Regions from separate parts of the Gossypium hirsutum genome. Here all the other regions are linked to region 3. The links are chromatin contacts, called in public Hi-C maps. All regions are on one chromosome and are shown on one strand. Each heading gives the region's core, a stretch centred on a gene start, on an enhancer-like site or on the middle of the called end of the contact. The rest is flanking DNA. Distances are from core to core; before and after follow the strand shown.

The links. A called contact is a pair of places that touch in the nucleus more often than the background predicts.
Region 1: a contact with region 3 is called in a Hi-C map of leaf, with 1.6 times the contacts expected there. The contact joins two enhancer-like sites. A contact is called at or near these places in 5 of 34 Hi-C or Micro-C datasets (hypocotyl and leaf).
Region 2: a contact with region 3 is called in a Hi-C map of leaf, with 2.0 times the contacts expected there. The contact joins the promoter of LOC107920147 here to the enhancer-like site in region 3. A contact is called at or near these places in 3 of 34 Hi-C or Micro-C datasets (leaf and petal).

The regions. Positions count from the first base shown.
Region 1 is chrD13:37,860,370-37,864,562 of Gossypium_hirsutum_v2.1, forward strand. No RefSeq gene overlaps it. Among protein-coding and RNA genes, the nearest start is that of LOC107920813, 5.4 kb to the left of the region's middle. Within about 2 kb of position 2,767, at least 3 of the 9 cell types and tissues checked have an H3K27ac peak or open chromatin away from gene starts, as enhancers often do. A contact at or near this core is called in hypocotyl and leaf, where this site is marked.
Region 2 is chrD13:37,819,516-37,823,470 of Gossypium_hirsutum_v2.1, forward strand. It overlaps LOC107920147 (protein AUXIN RESPONSE 4), which reads left to right and starts at 1,842. Exons shown (of 3, transcript XM_016849684.2): 1 at 1,842-2,375; 2 at 2,378-3,255. The coding sequence starts at 2,057.
Region 3 is chrD13:38,074,732-38,078,774 of Gossypium_hirsutum_v2.1, forward strand. No RefSeq gene overlaps it. Among protein-coding and RNA genes, the nearest start is that of LOC107920320, 27 kb to the right of the region's middle. Within about 2 kb of position 2,345, at least 9 of the 9 cell types and tissues checked have an H3K27ac peak or open chromatin away from gene starts, as enhancers often do. A contact at or near this core is called in hypocotyl and leaf, where this site is marked.

The DNA.
Region 1 (4,193 bases), core at 1,517-4,016, 210 kb before region 3:
AACTATTTTCAAATTAAACCTCATAATCAAGTTTTGTTTTAGATTAATTAATATAATAATACATAATTATATTATTTTAATATTTTAATTATTTATTTATGATCCTAATTTTGGTATTCGTTGATTGTAGTCATAAACCAATTAAAAATCTGATTAAGGCAAGTGCACCTATCAATTAGTAGTATAGCTATGGTGAGCAAAGATATCGTTCCCACAAGGACTAAAAGTACTGGTAATTACTATCTGTCTATTATTTAACCGACAAATTGGAGTGATTGATTAAAACTAAAACTAACTAAATTAATTAACTAAAGAACACTGCAAGGAACAAATTAGGAAAATAAACAATTAATAACCAAGGATCGAGACAATACTCAAGAAAGAATCCACCTAGATTTCATCTGTCATTATCAATCTAAATTACGTAATTTCTTCACTTAGTATCTTGATCCGTAGAAATCCCTAAATTATGCTAATATCTCTTTTCAAGACTAAGATCAACTAACTCTAGGTTGATTAATTGATTTTCTTCTAATTAAAAATCCTATTATCGCATTAATTCGATCTATGGATTCCCCTACTAGATTTGACTGTAATCTGATAGATTTATATCATCCTATTTCTAGGATTGCATGCAACTCCACTCAATTATGATAGATCAACTCTTAAACAGGGTCTATTTCTCCTCTAATTTAAGGACATCAAACATGGATTAATAATCCAGAAATATCAAACCAAGAATTAAGCACACATAATTGAGAACAAGATGCAAGTATTTATTGCGCAAAAATAGAAATCAAATAATAGAATCCATCCTGGGGTTCATTTCCTTAGGTATTTGGAAAATTAGTTCATGATAGCAAATAAAAACATTTCAAAGATAGTATAACCACAAGAAACAAAGAAATTCATGATAAACTTCAAAGAAATCAAAAGGAGATCTTCAATCTTGATGGAAATTTGCTTTAGAGTCGGCTCCAATGGTGTTTTTCGAGTTGTTTTCTTGAGTATTTTATGACTACTCTCTCCTCTCTTCTTATCTTTGTCATATATAGGTCTTAGAATGTTGGAAAACCTAAAAATTGCATTTTTTTTCGTGTGCTTGGAGTGCAAATCGTGATTTTGACACGGTCTGGCACATGGCCGTGTTGCAGCCCGTATGGCTCACACGGTCGTGTGCCCAGTCCGTGTGGCCCCTATACCTTGCTTCGATTTTCTGATTTTTGCTCATTTTTCGTTCCTTTTGCTCCCAAATGCTCTCCTAAGTATAGAAACATGAATTTAAAGGATTAAGAGCATAAAATTCACCATTTTACATCGATTAATCATCCAAAAATTCATTAAGAATGAGGCTCAAACATGTTACTTTTAGCATTTATCATCCGTTTCAAACCCTCGGTTTATTTACAACACACAAGGATAATCTTATAAATCAAGGCACGACCACTCTCAATTTTCAAAAACTGATTCTTTTAACCCGATTTTGAGGTGTAACAATTTTGACCACTACCATTATCTCTGCAAAAAAAAAATTCACTTCAACCAATAAAAGCCTACCATATGTCATTTTTTTTACCTACATCATCATTTACATGAAATTAAAAATATATATTAAAAATAATTTTTTTTCATTCTCATTCTCTCTCTCCACTCTTCTAAATTGATATTTAACTATTAAATTTAAAATTATTACTATTAAAAATATCACGTATGAACTTTTAATTGGCGGAACAAAATTAAAATATATTTTAGATACTTAATTTGACAAAAAAAGTTAAATGCCTAACTCAAAAAATTGGTATAATTTCAACGCTTATTGAATTAAGCGTTATTATTATTAGATAAACCATATTGGCGTGAAATCTATAACTAAATTGACTATTAATTTATGTAAGATTTCTGTACACCCTTATTCTATGTGAAAAATTAAAAATAGAAAATATAAAAAAATATTTTTTTAAGAAAAAAATTGCATATCAAGTTGGTAGTTTTCATATGAAATAATTATAAATTTGAGAGATAATTACTAAAAAAATAAAATATTATGTTAAATAATATTTATACCATTTATATGTATGTTAAAATGAAATAAAATTGCTTTTATCATTCTAAATTAGTATCAATTCAGTTAGAAATTTTATAATAATATAAATATATATTAATTTTTATCCTCTATTATTATTATTATTATTATTATTATTATTATTTTAACAATCTTATTATAGGTTCTAATTATATATTTTTTTTGATACAATACTTAAATTTACCTATAGTCCCTCCCCAATTCATTACTAGTAGGATAATGCGCTTCAACATACTCGAACCCACGTCCTCCTACATTGACAATAATACTTATATCAATCGAGTTAAGATTTAACCGGCATCATCTATTACTTTTTTATAGGTGATGAGCTTAAAGATAATTTTTATTCCTCTATTAGCTTATATTTTATTGAGTTTTTATTAGTTAATTTATACATCTCGTTTAATAAATCTAAAGTTTAAAATTCAAAAAAGAAAAAAGAAAGTTTGAAAAATTATGATTTTTTTGGTGAATTGAAAAATTATAATTTATTTTAGATTGAGTGATGCAAAAGTAATATTTTATTTTGGTCAAAGTGGTGACCAATTATGAAAAACCGATGGTACGCCACGACACGAATTTTGGTATCTCTTTCAATCCAATAAGCATCATATTGAATCAACAAGCACATGGGCTGCTTCATTACACAGCAAGCAAAAAAGTTGAAAGTGTCGCTAAACCAGCTTTTCATCTTCAATAATGGCTTCCATGGGTCCTAGCTTTTCATCTTCAATAATGGCTTCCATGGGTCCTCACTTTAGTCTTTGCTTTCGTTACTTCTTAATCTTAGGTTCAGTTTATTTGCCGAGAAAATAATTTAGTTTTTTGGAAAAGTTAATATTTTTTTTGTATTTGGATGAATTTGTGTAAAATATTTTCTATTGTTTGACAGATTTCCTTAAAATATTTTATTAAAGTTGTTTTCAATGAAACAAACATACATTTAAAATTTTTTTTATCTTTTTATTATTTAATTGAGTCTACTAATACCAATGTAAACATATTAATCCTCTGCCATAACTATTCTCACTTTTCTGCTTAATATAGAAAGTGCTAAGAGACACTATACCAAACAGGCTTTTAGCGGCGTTTGTACAAAAAACGCCGCTAAAAATCGAGCATTACCAGCGCTTTCCCAAAAACGCCGCTAAAGATCGAGTATTAGCGGCGCTTATAGGAAAGCGCCGCTAAAAATGATCATTAGCAGCGTTTTTCTAAAAAACGCCGCAAAAAACCTAAGCCCAACGGCGTCGTTTTCAAACCTTGTGGGTCTTTAGCAGCGTTTTCCAAGAAGCGCCGCTAATGCGGAGACCTTTAGCGGTGTTTTTGGTAAAGCGCCGCAAAAACATATTATGTATTTTTTTTTACTTTTTAATTTGTTTGTTTATATTAATTAAAATTCAATATATTTTTAATTGAATATTTGTTAAAAATGGATAAATTTGAAATAATGAGACATTGAAATAATTTGAATTAAAAAACATAGCAAAATATTTGTTAAAAATGAAAAAATTAAAATACTATTAATTAAAAATATTCTAAATTTTTTTGGGTACATGACTGATTTCTTTTTAATTTATATATTAAATAATTTCATATATAATTGTAAAGGATACAATAGTAATAATTTTAAAATATTTATTTTGTATAATTATCATTATATATAGTTTAATATATACACGGTTTAGGGTATATGGTTAATTTAGTAGTTAAGGCCAGTTTAGGAGTTACAATTTTAAGGTTTATAGATTACGGAATATTTAGGGATTATATATGGATTAGATATTCTAGTTTAAGGGTTGTGATTTAAGGGTAATGGGGTATAGGGGTTATGGGTTAGAGGTTAAGAGCTAGTTAGGGATTTAATCGGTTTATGGTTCGGTGTTAGGTTAGGGTTTAGGGTCTAGATTAATTAGTGTGTTTTATTTTATATATTAAATAAGGTTCAGGGGTTAGGGGTTAGAGGTTAGGGGCTGAGGGTTATGAGTTTAGGGTTTTAAGGTTCAGGGTTAAGGGTTTAGGATTTAGGGGTTAAGGGTCGGGTTAGAGTATAGTATTTGATTTAATTTCTGTTTTTAAAATTATATATATTAAATAATAAGGATTAGTA
Region 2 (3,955 bases), core at 592-3,091, 260 kb before region 3:
TTCAACTCCAGACCGTATAGTCACCACCAACTGGGACCTTAAGTTGCAACGCGATTCAACTTCCCAGGTGATGACTCCATACTTACATGATAGATGAAATTTATAGGTCACCCAGCTCTACGACACCACCATAAATTCAAACATTCCTTAAAACTATGGCCATGTCTATCCCAAACACGACTAAACATAAATCTACAGACTTCTAATTTCCAATCGCAAGAAAAAAAAAAGAAAAAAAATAATTTTTGGGTAAGTGAAAATGCATCCTACAGGGAGTGTTTTCACTGTCACATCAGTGAAAACGCACCACATAGGATGCGTTTTCAGGAGAGAGACTGAAAATGCATCCTGCATAGCGTGTTTTCACTGATGTGGCAGTGAAAACACTCCCTATAGGACACATTTTCCTTTTTCCCTCCAAAAACAACATAGATTGGTAAATTTGTAGAATTTTAGCATAGTTTCTAAAATAATTTTTTCAACGTATTTTTATAAATTAACCCTACATTAAATGATAAGTAGCTCATTATCTATTCATCATTTTCCTCACTTTTTCATAGAAAAAGTGATATATATTATTATTTTTATTATGAATTAACAAATGTGTTTTCAAAATTAAGTCAGTGAAAATATTAAATTTCAATTGATTTAATTTTTTCAATAGATTACCAAAAAGGGTTTAAAATTTTTAAATTTATTGATTTAGCGTTATTAAGTTTTTTCTTCAAATATTTTAAATCAAAATTGTTTAGTAAAATTCAATAAGTAAAAGTAAAGTGGTAAAATTCACTATAAAATTAAAATATGGTGATAAATTTACTTTTAATTCAAAAGTACAATAACAAAGGTTAGCCAAAATAAAGTATGATGGTGGTAAATTTACACGTATTCCTAATTTTACATAATTTTATTTTTATAAATTTATAAATTTCTAAATTTCTAAAATTTTAAATATTTTTTATTTTTTATATTTTCCTACTTTTAAAAGATTTTTTTTATTTTTAAAAGGTTTAATGCTATAAAAGTCACTAGAAGTATTTAAAAAAAAACAATCAATTAACCTCCTCTCAACTTTTTGCATTCAATTAAATCAATTATTTCATTGGTGTTGACCATTAATTCCTAACCGAATCATAAACATGACCGTTAATAATTATCACGCCAACACAACCATTAAAGTGACTAATGTGACAATATCACATGAGCAAAACAAAAAAATTCTAAAATGTAAAAGAATATTATAAATTTATTTTCAAAATCAAGTTCAGAGTGAACTTAGACAAATTATTATAAATGAATTTAGATATCTATTTATCTAGAATCATTCTAAAATTCTAAAAATTAAAAAATAAAAAATTATTAAAAATTTTATAACTTATTATCAAGATTTATAAAAATTATAAAATTCAGTAAAAATTTATAAAGAATTATAAAATAATTAAAATTATAAAATAAAAAAACCTTTGACAATTTAAAAATTATAAAAAAAATCATCAATTTTTATGACATGGTAATACCACGTCAATATCTATCGGCTGACATGGATCACCACATTAGCATTTGTTGACTAACGTGGTGGCTATTAGCGACAACATTTGTGATGCTGTTAGAAATTAACAATGAATAGTAATTAAAGGAATGATTTAAATAATTTTATTAACTCTAAAGATTCAATTTTGTGTAAAAAATTTGAAGAAATATAAGTGATTTTTTTTTTAAATTCTTTGAAACACCATTTATACGATTAAAGGTTGATGAAATGTGCATAATAAGCTTAATGTCCATATCATCCAGAATTGCAAAAAATTGATGAAAAGTGAAATTCAAATATGAAATCGGAAAAAGAAAAATAGGTACAGAATTGAAGATTGAAAGCAGGCATAAAATGTTAAATTAAACCCAAAAAAGTTGAAACAGAATTGCTTTATTAAAGTGGACATCCGATTGATCTCAAATCTCAAAATTTGCCTTTTTCTACGGTTTAAAGTGGGTTGTGCTACAAAGATTATTAGATTAGATCTCGAAGTTGAAGTTTGCAGTCGATGCTTGTACTCTAATGGCGATCATAACAGAAGAGGTAGAGCCCGAATCACCCAAAACGAGAGTAGACAAGAAAACTCCCCCAAAACCTACTTTTAATCCTAACCCAGTCTCCTCAAAATCCGACCCTAATTCCCAAACTCAAAATCCTTTTGCCTTCTGGTTCTATTTCACCCTCACCATCGCTCTCATCACTTTCCTCTTCGTCTCCTTTTCATCTTTGTCCCCACAAGACCCCAAATCCTGGTTCCTTTCTTTGCCCAACTCCCTCCGTCAACACTACTCAAATGGTAGAATCATTAAGGTTCAGACATCTCCAAACCAATCGCCAATTGAGGTTTTGTTTCTGAAAATGGTCAGTTTTCTTCATCTGAGAATGTTTTGGTCGTTCATGGGCTGGGGCTGAGTTCTTATTCTTATAGAGAAATGATAAGGGCTTTAGGCTCAAAAGGAGTTCGTGTTATAGCCATTGATTTGCCTGGAAATGGGTTTTCTGAAAAATCTAGGTTAGAGATCGAAGAAGGAACAAATGGCATTTTAGCGAGGTTTAAGGAAGTTTATAGTTTGATTCAAGACAAGGGTTTGTTTTGGGCTTTCGATCAAATGGTTGAAACTGGTGAACTACCTTATGAGGAGATAAAATCTAGAGTTTTGGTTAAAAAGAGTGTTAAGGTTATTGCAATTGGAAGTGAAGAAATGGGGATGGTTCTGGGGCAGGTTATAGGAACAATGAGATTAGCTCCTTTGCATTTAGTTTTACATGATTCTGCTGTTCTTATGGCTGCGAATTGGATTGCTGAGAGTTCAGGATTCATTAGAAGCATAACTCTTATCGATGCTGGACTAAAACCAGCTTTACCTACGTGGGTTTTGAACATACCTGTGGTTAATGAGATTGTGTTGAGGTTTTCATTTGTGTATGCAAGGTTGATAAACTTGTGTTGCTCAAAGAGGATTGATTGGTCGGAGTTGGAGGCACATAGATTACTTTTAAAGGGATGGGATGCGAGAAAAGCCGTTGTGGGGATAGAGAAAAAGCTGAATTATAGTTTTAATATAGAGGAATGGGGAGGTTTGGATGGTATAAAAGGCATGCCAATGCAGGTACTTTGGTCTAATGATTGGTCTGGCGAATGGAGTAAAGAGGGTCGACAAATTGCTGAGGCACTTCCTGGGGCAAAATTTGTCACTCATTCCGGGGGCCGATGGCCTGAGGTAAGGGTTCATTGACTCTTCCAACATATTAGTTTCTGTTGTTCTTGTTTTACATTATTACATAATTAAATTTCCTAGTAGAATTATCAAGTAGCTGCTTTTGGATGTTTTTAGGTATGCTCTTGACCAAGTTTGTGATTGGTTCTGAATTGTTTGTATAAAAAAAGTCAGATGTTAAGTCATATTTCGAGTGGCCTCTGTTTTTTGCTCGCTTCTGTTCCAAAGATATGCAGCCATGTTATGTTGTTGGTTGATTCATGTGTTATTGATTGCTGTATGTCCTTAATAGATTGTTTTACTTTGTGGTATTTGCATGAATTTTGTTATGGGCTCTTTGTAGAGACCTTTTGAACCGATTTCTCTTTAGGTCATATTGATGCCATTCTCCCTTAATTTGCATGTCACTTGTTATTTTGTTAGCTGCATTCTTCTAAATTTTGTTTGTGGAATTTAAACCAAGAGCTATGTTGCTTCTATTCTTCATTTTACTTGAAGTACTGTGTTTGACATCCACGTCTGATACATTTTGTGGATGTGGATATGACGATATGACCTTTCAACGTTCCAAATGCTTGAAAAAACTAAGAATAAATTGAGTATACCATGTCGGACACATACCCGTATCCAATTGAGATGCCCAAGTATGAGTAAGATAGACCAGAGCATTCTTCCTACTTTTGTGTCTAACGTTTTGAAATCT
Region 3 (4,043 bases), core at 1,095-3,594:
AAAAAGGAAAAAGAAAAAGAAAAAAAGAAAGAGCGAACCTTTCATGGCATTGCTCAAGGGTTAACGCCTATTTGTTATAATTTTTTGAGCATTTTATATTTTTATAAATTTTAATAATTTTTGAATTTTTATAGATTTTAATTTTTTTTAAGTTATATTTTCTAATTTTTTGAATCATGACCAGATTGGTATAATGTGTAAATATTAAAAGTTCAATTTAGTTTTTTTAAATCAAGATTAAATTAATAAAAGGATAAATTTATGTAATGTCTTCTCTCTGTGAAAACGCTGGTTCTAAAAACAATCTAGTGGAAGAATTTATACCAAAAAAGGTTCGATTCAGAGATAAAGATGATAATACGCATAGGGGTGTGCATTCGGTTAACCGACCCGAAATAGTTATAACCGAATTAACCCACTTTCCAAAATTTTTAACCGTTAACCGAACCAAATTTTTTTAAAAAAAATTAACCTAACCGAAATTTTTTCGGTTAATTAGGTCGGTTAACCGAATTAACCAAAAATTTTATGGTTTTTATTTTTAGTTAAAAATTAACCGAATTACCCGAATTACCCGAATTGAATCACTATATAATTAAAAATATTACATAATTCTTTGAATCACTACATAATTAAAAACATTACATAATTCTTGAAATTAACACATAGTTGAAATGTAAGTCTTTAATATTCTCCATTTATATCCATTTCTTCTCTCCAAAAAATCTCCATTTGCATTAAACCTAAAAAAAACATGTGTAATTGGGTAGATACTTAAGAGTTAGACTTTAGTTTTATTTTTATTGGGTTGGTAATTGGGTAGACTTTAGTTTTAGTTTTAGTTTTATTGGGTTGGGTGATTGGGTAGACTTTAGTTTTAGCTTTATTGGGTTGGGTAATTGGGTTAGGTTGGATAATTTTATTTATTAATTTTTTCGGTTAACCGAAAAAATTCAGTTAACCGACCGGTTTCGAACCGAATTAACTGTTAACCGAAAAATCATAAAAAAATTAACCGACCCCCGACCAAAAAAATTCGGTTAACCGACCGATTAACCGAATTTGGTCGGTTAACTAGATTTTTTCGGTTTTACCCGAATTATGAACACCCCTAAATACACATAGTGATGTGATGATCGATCTGTCTATTAATCAACCAACCTTTTGGAAGGATAAGCTAGTAGGCCATTCTTCCAAGTCTGTCTACAAAGAATTGGACGAAAAGGAAGATTTTGATATTTTGGAAGGGGATATTCAGAAATCCTTTGTGAATGGAGTTCCTTTTATCTCTTTCTCGGACAGGATTCATCAAATCCTCATTCAGGGTATGGATAATACAATAGTTTTAAAACTTTTGGGTCGTAACATTGGTTTTTTGGTTTTGCATAATAAAATTCATAGTTTGTGGAAGCCTTCGGCACTTTTGCATATGATGGATATTGAAAATGGGTATTTCCTAGTCAAATTTCAGAACAAGTTAGATTGTGAGAAGGCTCTATCTGAAGGTCCTTGGACCATATTTGGTCAATACTTGATTGTACAACCTTGGACGGTGGCATTTGACCCTTCCCAAGCTTATCTGAATGTGGTTATGGCATGGATCAGGATCCCTAGTCTACTTGGATATCTGTATAAACATAAAATTTTGGCTAGGATAGGAGAAATGGTTGGAAAGGTTGTCAAGTTAGATATGAACATAGATAGTAGGATGGGAGGTTGTTTTGCTCGGTTGGTGGTCTATGTTAATTTGGAGAGGCCATTGGTTTCCCAAATTTTAATCAATGGGCGTCCACAAAGAGTGGAGTACGAATCTCTACAGACAATTTGCTTTCACTGTGAGAGGTATGGTCATGTGAAGGATAATTGCTCCTTTAGGAGTGCTAGAATCAACGTGGAAAAGGAAACAGCTTCGCTTGAAATGATACCGGAGAATCACAACTTGGTCGAGGATGGAAAAGTAGAGAAAGACGAAAATTACAGGTCGTGGATGACCGTAGAAAGGAGACCAAGGTAAAAAATCAAGGATAATGTGTAGCACTCTTATGGAAATTAGGAGAGGGAGAAGGAAGGTTCTCATTTTAATCAAGAATTAACTAGAAGATATATAGCAGATGATAGACACAATAAAGGGAAGAAATTCTCATTGAAAATCAACAAAGTAAGGAAAGTTGCTATTACTATAACGGTCGGCTGGAAATGGATTCAAAGAACAAAGGAAAGTCTAGAGAGTTAGGCCCTAAAAATGAACTAGATTCGATTATTAAAGGATCTGATAAAGCTGGGCCGAGTGTGGGTCTAGCTTGGTTAATAAAAGTCAGGTAGAGAGTCTTATTCCAACTAAAGAAAGACCTAACAGTTTGGGCCTTGGTGGCTCTTCATCTGCTTAGGCTCGATCCTTGTTGGACCAATTAAGGTAAGGAACGGTGGCCTAAAATCTGCTTGCTGGCACAACCAACAGCACTGGAAACCTGACAACAGCAGGAGATTCGTATGGCCAAGAAATTGGGGGTTCGCTCCTTAACAATGATAGGCCTTCGGTGAACCTTTTCGCACCTATTTCATCTATGGAAGGACGCTCAACTGACAAACTGGTGGTGGAGTAGGGGAGCCTCGACTCTGACAAACACTCGGTGTTGGTCTTTCCAGAAAATTAAAAAAATGACAATACCTCTCCTTCTTTAAAGACTGATTTGATCTTGAATCTGGTGGTGTTTTCCGGTCAAGGAAGAGGTGTTAAATCTAGAGGCAGGTGTATCACAAAAAAGTTAAATAAAGTGCATTCTAGTAGCAGCAACCGTTTCAAAACCAATGGTAGCCAACATGTGTTGCTAAAAGATTTTATGGTTCAATTGGTTGAAAGTATTTCAACTTTAACCAACGACAAACCTGGTTTAGAAGGACCTTCCAGAGGTGAAGCACAACAGAAGGGAGGTGAACTCCCTGAACAGTAAAGATGGGATTCTCTTCTATCTTATGTTTATGTTCTTATTTTATACTTAGTGTTTGATCTATTTTATTTTTTTAAGATTTTTATTTTATATTATTTTATAATTGACATGAATTCAAATTTGAAAATATTTACTTAGAACTGTCAAGGGTGTGCTAGCAGGAATTTTATCTGAGTTTTTCAAGAATACAATTTGGAGCACCATGACATCATTTGCTTATTAGAACCAAGAGTGAGTGGTAAAAAAACAAATTATATTATTGATCAATTGGGTTTTAATGTTTCTCATCGGGTTGAGGCTATTGGATTTTCAAGTGGTATCTGGGTGGGTTGGAAAGATTCTGTACGGATTCAAATCCTTCAAAATCACCCTCAATTTATTCTTCTTCGTGTTAATGACCATGTTCCCAATAACTCATTTCTTATTTCCTTTGTTTATGGCAGTCCAGACAGGTCAAAACGGAAGCTCCTTTGGGATGGATTAATATCTACAATGCCTCTTCAATCGACCCATTGGTTATTAATGGGAGATTTTAATGTCATATTATCACTAGAGGATAAGCGAAGCCCTTTTACCATGGGTAAGAGAAGTGATTTATTTGGTAATTTGGTTGATTCTTGTGAGTTACAGAATTTGGGATATTGCGGTCCTTCTTTCACTTGGCAGAGAGGTGGTACTTTTTTCAGATTAGATCGAGCTTTAGCTAATGATGTATGGATGTCATCTTTTCCACAGTGTTTAGTCTCCCATCTCCCACGCATTAAATCTGACCATCGACCTCTTCTACTATCTACAAGACCGGACGTGAACTTGGTTAAAGGAAGACCTTTCAAATTTTTAGCAAGATGGATTAAGCATAATAATTTTCCCACCTTTGTGAAAGAAGAATGGAACTTTGCGGGCAATATAGTGGTTTCTTTGAATAATTTTACCTCATATATCAAAGATTGGACCAAGAACGTCTATGGTTTTTTAGGTTCCCGTAAGTGACACCTCATGAGATCGCTCAATTCATTTAGCTAAGTAAGAAATAGAAGTTCGGGATGAGTTGGAAAACGTGCTTAACCATGAAGATTTACTTTGTAGACAAAAAAC